Linked DNA regions of Salmo salar: region 2 is linked to region 1. Evidence: chromatin contacts called from public Hi-C data. All regions are on one chromosome and are shown on one strand. Each heading gives the region's core, a stretch centred on a gene start, on an enhancer-like site or on the middle of the called end of the contact. The rest is flanking DNA. Distances are from core to core; before and after follow the strand shown.

Region 1 (3,742 bases), core at 1,029-3,528:
TTGACGTATACAGAGAAGAGAGTCATCCCTTGAATTGAATCCTGTGGCACCCGCATAGAACTATAGAGTACGACTCTGCCCGTACTCTACACAGACCGGTGCGGCATAACCAATCAGAACTGTAGTCGGCCTATATGCTTATGGACCTGTGCCATTCACTTTGAACTGGACTGTTTACAGCATGAGCGGTCGTGAGCAATGCACTTGTTTTGAGATCAAAGTGAGAACTGCATGTAGCCACATGTGCATATTTGTTCATATCCTTTGCTAGCTAGTGAGTTATTAGTCCAGTTATAGATCATGTGTAGTGAGCAATGGGGGAGTGATTGCTTCCTACAAGAGCTGAAAACGTGTACATTTTTAGACATCTTTGAAAAGTGAGTCAGGCAAAGAGCTTTTTTTGTCTTAAAGGGGCAGTGTTGTATTTTGAGACAGGTTTGAATAAGCTAAGTAGCCAATAGGTAGAGGGTAGCATCATTTGTTTGATTATCTGTAATAATGGTATAATAATAATGCATTTTATTTTGTAATGGGGTTTCTTGCATCAAACGACACATTTTCAGTGACTTTGTCTGAAGGACAAGTGGATAAACAGGTTAATGTCAAGTCCTGCATGTTTTTAAAAGTCTTGTAGACTGAATGAGAGAACAGCAATTTCCATGTTCAAATGTTATGGTATGCATTTTATCCATTGTTTTTGATGGAAGGCAACTCTGATAGGCCTACAGTATGATCAAGTAGCCTACTTCAACACTGTCTGACACTGTAACTTAAAGCTGGTACAGCCTGTGTTCACAGAAAACGTGCACTGGAAGTTGCACAGACCTGACATTTGATCAGTGGTAAAAAAAAAAAAAAACTAGGGAACATTGGATGCGGCCACATACTTCCACGAGAAGGTGGAAAACGCTGTCTCAGGCGCCGCTCCAGAATCTCCCATAAGTGTTCAATTGGGTTGAGATCTCATATACACACCCCCTTTTGAGACCCCTCTTTCAAAGTCACTGAGATCTCCTCTTTCAGCCATGGTAGCATGATGGGATTGCTTATTTAACTCAGGAACCACACCTGTGTGGAAGCACCTGCTTTCAGTATAATTTGTATCCCTCATTTACTCAAGTGTTTCCTTTATTTTGGCAGTTACCTGTGTGTGAGCAAGTCTAGTCATTGGAGCAAGCACTAAAACACTGTTTCACCTGCACGTTTTGTAATGCTTGAGAGGTATGTTGTATTTATTTAATTTTTTATTTAACTAGGCAAGTCAGTTAAGAACAAATTATTATTTACAATGACGGCCTACAGGTGGATTTTGGCTGATTGTTTTGTTGTAACCTAGGCCAGATTAGATACTTGTGCATTAGGGCATCTTGTCGTCCCATATTGTCAAAAACATAGCAAAATAGTACATTTTTAGTTTTGTAGAACGCACATGTAATGTAATGTATCTACCAATTTACTCTGCATGATGGCAGCGAATATTGTCTAGTATAAATAATGGAAATTCAATGAAAGTATTTGCGTCGAGTTTCCCACCACCCCACATCTATTCTTTAGTGCGTCTTTGGTGCTGTTGCCATGGAAACGGAGCAGACCTAATTACTGCTTGAGTCTCCACCCTGCGAGAGAAAAAAAAGTCTATAGTCATATGGAATCTAAGTCCTACCTGCCGAGTCTAAACCAACGTAGTCTTTTGGCCTACAGAAATATACCATACAAATGAAAAGTTGCCTTTAGTCTAAAGAGAATTCGATGCAGACAAGTCAAAAGATAGGGTATTGCATTGTTTGCATTAACTAGGTAGCTAGTTAGTGTGCTGTATAATTTATTGCCCGGCACAGTCAGAAGAGGACTGGCCACCCCTCAGAGCCTGGTTCCTCTCTAGGTTTCTTCCTAGGTTCTGGCCTTTCTAGGGAGTTTTTCCTAGCCACCGTGGCTTCTACACCTGCATTGCTTGCTGTTTGGAGTCTTAGGCTGGGTTTCTGTACAGCACATTGACATTGTGACATCGGCTGATGTAGAAAGGGCTTTATAAATACATTTTATTGCATGGCTCACGACGACAGCCTGTGTAGGTCTATTTTCTTTTGCTTATCCTTGACCGCGTGTCGTTGTTTGTTTTTGAATTGATCTAGATATGCTGTTGTAATTGAAACAAAGACAGCACAACGTTTTGGGCAGAGTATGTTCATATTTTTCCTCTAATCGCTGAAATATATGAACAAGTCCATCCGTGCGGGACGCCTTTTCCTCTTGACAGCCCCAGGTTGAGAAAGTGAATGACCGAGCATGCGCAGTTGAGGTTTGTGACATATTGCAAGGAAGCAGAGAACAAGAGGCAGGCGAGGGAGACGTTTTAAATTTACTTGGAAAAACTAGGAAAAGCTGAGATTCACGTAAGTGTATACAATACTTAGTACATTGTAAATATTAGCTAACGGGCAAACGTATTTTCAGCTGCCTTAGTGGCTCACGTGTGTTTTTTTCCTGGTGTCAAGCTGTGTTGTGCTCGATTGAGTACGCAGCGCCATACTAATACTTGACATTTCAGCTGCAAACTTGCTCGTGAACAGTGGAAACGGTGTGCAAGCTTCGCGCACCCGATCATTTTCATTGCACAGATTGATATCCACGATCAACATTGCAAAACCGCCAGAGGCACGCCAGGTTGCGTTATTCTCTTTTCAATGTTGCGAATTCAATTTTGATCACGACCACAACATAGAATTTAAAGTTGAGCTGGGCGCATGACGCCCTTGTCTGCAAGATTGTGTCAACAGATTGTCATATTGCTGATGCTAACACAAACTTTCCCTGAAAAGTCTGACTAGTTTTTTCTGTAGTCAAGATATGTTTTATTTCATGGTTGTTTAGCTTGCGATGAATCATTGCAAGCGTCTAATGTAACATTGTAAAATAATTTACAGTGTAGCCTATTACACGGTTTCACGCTAGTCTGTGGCAAACAGTAATTATACTGTTAATTACAACCATTTTAGCAACCTAACATAAAGTATTAACATATGTGTAGGCAGGCTTTAGCATGTTTGTGCTGGTTTTTTCACGCCATGGTCAACCAACCCCTTTTCTGAGATGGGACGTCGTTAACCCACTGGCGGGAACACCTGTCACTGCAGGCGGGAGAGTATGCTATAGATAGGGCAGTTTATAACCTAGAAATTACACACTCATCGTTTGATATCACTGCTTTGTCACGTTGACGTTATCGGAGGATGGAGTCAGGCAGGGATTTCTCAGGATGAGTTCAGTTAATGACTCCTTAAATGAATAAAGATGTCAACAACTCAAAAGGCTGATCGAAGGCTGTGTGTGGTAGGAATGGGTCTAGGCCAGATGCACCTGCACTAAGCAGGACACTAATCCTTCCTGAGACTGATCACACCTGACAGAAAGGGACAGAGATGGACAGTCTATTGAATTGAAAGAACGGCAGGGCCGGTCTTTGACGTTGAAAAGACGTCTAAAATATTTTCCAGTTTAGGTTCTGAATTATGGGGGAAAATAAGTATTTTCCAGGACGTTGAAAAATACATATATTCCGGATGTTGAAGTCAGGTTCATTTCTGGTTATGAATAAAAGTATAAAATACGTGTTTCCCGTATGCTGAAAATACCTATTTTCCACACTTTTAAAATAGGTATTTTTCGCACGTTGAAATCCGGACCGGACCAAAAATCTATGTCCGTGGATGTTGAAATCAAGGCTGGTCTGGACCGCACCAAA
Region 2 (3,691 bases), core at 369-2,868, 160 kb before region 1:
CCAAGATTTACAGGCTAAAATCACCACTGTCTCTATCCAACTAGAGTAGTAGTGCTTTTTGTAAGTTCAAATGTCATCGCATGGCACCTGCAGTGGCAGTGTCTCCCAGGACATCCTGCAGGATCTTCTGCAGCACGGCACCATACTCCTGAAACTCCTCCTCACTCATGGTGATGCCCATCTCAAAAGGAGCCTTGATCTGAGAACAGGGAGAGCTGATCAGTATCCAAATTAAACCTAGCCCTTAACATCCCTTGGCATGTTATGTAGTTTTGAAAGCAATAGATAGGGATAAGCAATATGTTAATAAAGCCATTTTAGACCCTTTTTTTAATTTCACCTTTATTTAACCAGGTAGGCTAGTTGAGAACAAGTTCTCATTTACAACTGCGACCTGGCCAAGATAAAGCGAAGCAGTGCGACACGAACAACAACACAGAGTTACACATGGAATAAAGAAACGTACTGTCAATAACACAATTGAAAAAAAGAAAGTCTATATACAGTGTGTGCAAATGGCGTGAGGAGGTAAGGCAATAAATAGGCCATAGTAGCAAGTAATTACAATTCAGCAAATTAACACTGGAGTGATAGATGTGCAGATGATGATGTGCAAGTAGAAATACTGGTGTACAAAAGAGCAGAAAAGTAAATAAAAACAATATGGGGATGAGGTAGGTAGAATGGATGGGCTATTTACAGATGGGCTATGGACAGCTGCAGCGATCGGTTAGCTGCTCGGATAGCTGATGTTTAAAGTTAGTGAAGGAAATATAATTCTCCAGGTTCAGCAATTTTTGCAATTCGTTCCAGTCACTGGCAGCAGAGAACTGGAAGGAAAGGCAGCCAAGGGAGGTGTTGGCTTTGGGGATGACCAGTGAGATATACCTGCAGGAGCGCGTGCTACGGGTGGGTGTTGTTATCGTGACCAGTGAGCTGAGATAAGGCGGAGCTTTACCTAGCAAAGACTTATAGATTACCTATTTTTAAGAGGTAAATCCATGTGCATCAGCAACCTTCTTTGTGTCACTTACTGTATTGTGTTTGTCTTCCTGGTGAAGGGGACCCTCAAACAGCTCAGCAAAGCTTTCAATGTCTCGCCGACCAACTCGAGGGGGCTTCCCTTTACCCTGCAGGGCCAGGCCACGACAGTGAGTTACACACTACCTTATTCACACATTTACTATAACATTACTCACACACATTTTACACACAATTCATAAACCTTACTCACAAACACACACGTCTGCTACACCTTACCTGTCTTACCTGTGGTTTCTGGGAGGGGCTGAGGAAGCTGGACCCTCCACTGACTGACTTGGCCCACAGTGCCAGAGTACACAGCATCAGTATCATGAGACCTGTGTTTCTCTTCAGTAGCATGATGGATGGCTGTCTGAGCTTCGTGGAGAGAACTCACCAAATACAAAGTAACAACATTTTAAAGCACTGTATATTGTGATGCTTTTACCCAAAGCATTCCTATGGCACAATGTAAATTACATTTAGCTTGTGTTTAAATTAATCGAGATACCAAACCTAAATATAATCTCCCCTGACATCTTATTTATTGAAAATGAATTGCTATACTCACCAGATATACCTTTGACATTGATATGGTTGGACTATGGCCTCTTTTCACCTTATATACCTATTCTGATATTTACCTCTGAGACATTTGGAATCCAAACACATATTTGCTTCCATGTTTGCACATTAAAGCAAATACAGTCATGGTTGATGGAACTGGCAATAGATGGATTGTTCAAATGTTTGAATAGATAAAAGAACAAGAATAGCACAGTTGCAACCTGATAACAGAAATGTTCTTGCTGATTATCACCTTTAATCATACCATTATGATGACACCACACTGTCATGTGGGCTTTAGACCCTTTTAGAATGTGTACCCATACCTGAGCAACTGTTTGCTGGTCCATCAACAGAAACATTCTGCATTTCCTGAGTCTACAATAGACATATTCACTGTCCTATGTACTGAAATATGCCAAGAACACATTATCTCAACTTTCAGTTATTCCGTTCTTTGTCAGCTGTAATGGGCAGAATGTTGTGCATCATTATAAGCATCGAAATGGTATATTTATGGTTATAAGATATATATATATTTTATTTTTAACTCTGCATTGTTGGAAAAGAACCAGTAAGTAAGCATTTCACTGTTAGTCTACGCCTGTTGTTTACAAAGCATGTGACAAATAACATTTGATTTGATACCTGAGACATAGTAAAAGAACAATCTCTGTCTATACTTGCAGTCTGATATACATATACATATATTACATAACTGCATGTTCAAGAGCCTAAATCCATTATAACCAGAAACGAATTATGCCAACATTGAAAGCATCAATATATTTTTTAAAGAATGCCAGTTGCTTACTCCACACCGCTAGGTGGCAGTCCTGAATCTACTTAGCTAGTTACCCCTAAATTATCACGTGACCCAAACAACACGGCTGCTTCGGAAGTTGTAGATTGGTTACCTTTCGCTAGCTAGCTGACTTTGAGCTAATATATCGAAATCTAACAACCATGGATAAAAAGAAAAAGCAATATGCAGTGACTGCTTCATCGTTGACCTGTTTACAATAATTATTATTGTGACATTTTCTGTCAGCAGTGTGTAAACCAAAGCTAGCTGGTTAGATAACGCCGGTAACTTATCTAGCCAGCACGCTAACACATAGCAAGCTAGGATACTGTAGTATACTCTTTTCTCAGCAGCTGGTTGATCTCAAAGCTGAACTCTACAGGAAACAAGAGCAATTCAAACATGAAAAATGCCAAGATGCTGGGACTAGTGCCAAATCCCCCAAAAGCAAGGTATGTATTGAACTTTGTACAGTACAGAGACACGTAATCAACCTACTTCGCCTCCATAACGTTCATTGGGTTATTGTCACTGTGTAGAAACGTAATGTATGGATCAAACAGAATGAGGGTGTTTCAGCTCAGGAACAGAAAGATGTGGAACAGGTGGCAGAGGAAGAGAACAACCTTGACAAAGCAAAGGGAGTACAAAGTGATGTACTTCACACCGACAACATATTTTATACACCATCACTGCCTTCTATTAGAGCTCATTGCTGTTTGCCATGTCTCTCTTTGTCCACAGCTGCAAGCTAGAAGAGAAAGCTAAACTGTATGTGCAGATGACCAAAGGACACTTTCCTGGTATAGTTTTGTAATTTGTTACACTGGTCAATTAATGCTGTCATATTCTGTATGTAAGTTTGCCATGTGAAGGCCCTGCATAGGCCATTTGTATTTCTCGCATTGGAATTACAGTCCTCTTTTCCATTGTGTCAGATGAGGAGACAGAGGGATTTTTCCTGGTGGATTTGACCCAGAATCATGCCCAATGAGAGAGCGAGAGAGCTCCTCCCCCAACCCACCCAAGGAGTGGTAATGTCTGCACAGCACATGAAGCCCCAAACTACTGTATCTCTCATCTATAGCAGAGGCAGAGTATTGGACTGTAGATGTCATTGAGTGGTCGAGGGTTAGAAATTGAAGAAGCTGTTGTCTGATTCCTCCTTAGGGTGGACGATCTTGGAGATGCATGAAGAAAGACCTACCAGGGTTCAAGAAATTGGACCAAGACTTTCAGGGAAAAGGGTATATTTTACTCTGATCAAACATGGAAGTGAATGTAAGTTTGTTCATA

What was found. Hi-C and Micro-C count contacts between places; a contact is called where the count stands out from the background.
Region 2: a contact with region 1 is called in a Hi-C map of muscle, with 2.7 times the contacts expected there. The contact joins the promoter of ghrl here to the promoter of LOC106565546 in region 1. A contact is called at or near these places in 2 of 3 Hi-C or Micro-C datasets (gill and muscle).

The regions. Positions count from the first base shown.
Region 1 is chrssa12:65,942,424-65,946,165 of Ssal_v3.1, reverse strand. LOC106565546 (scm-like with four MBT domains protein 1) reads left to right here and starts at 2,278. Exons shown (of 20, transcript XM_045691649.1): 1 at 2,278-2,393.
Region 2 is chrssa12:66,103,658-66,107,348 of Ssal_v3.1, reverse strand. It overlaps ghrl (ghrelin/obestatin prepropeptide), which reads right to left and starts at 1,618. Exons shown (of 5, transcript NM_001139585.1): 1 at 1,595-1,618; 2 at 1,270-1,415; 3 at 1,035-1,130; 4 at 88-199. The coding sequence starts at 1,383. ccdc174 (coiled-coil domain containing 174) reads left to right here and starts at 2,467. Exons shown (of 10, transcript XM_045691652.1): 1 at 2,467-2,847; 2 at 2,935-3,198; 3 at 3,334-3,429; 4 at 3,566-3,642. The coding sequence starts at 3,379.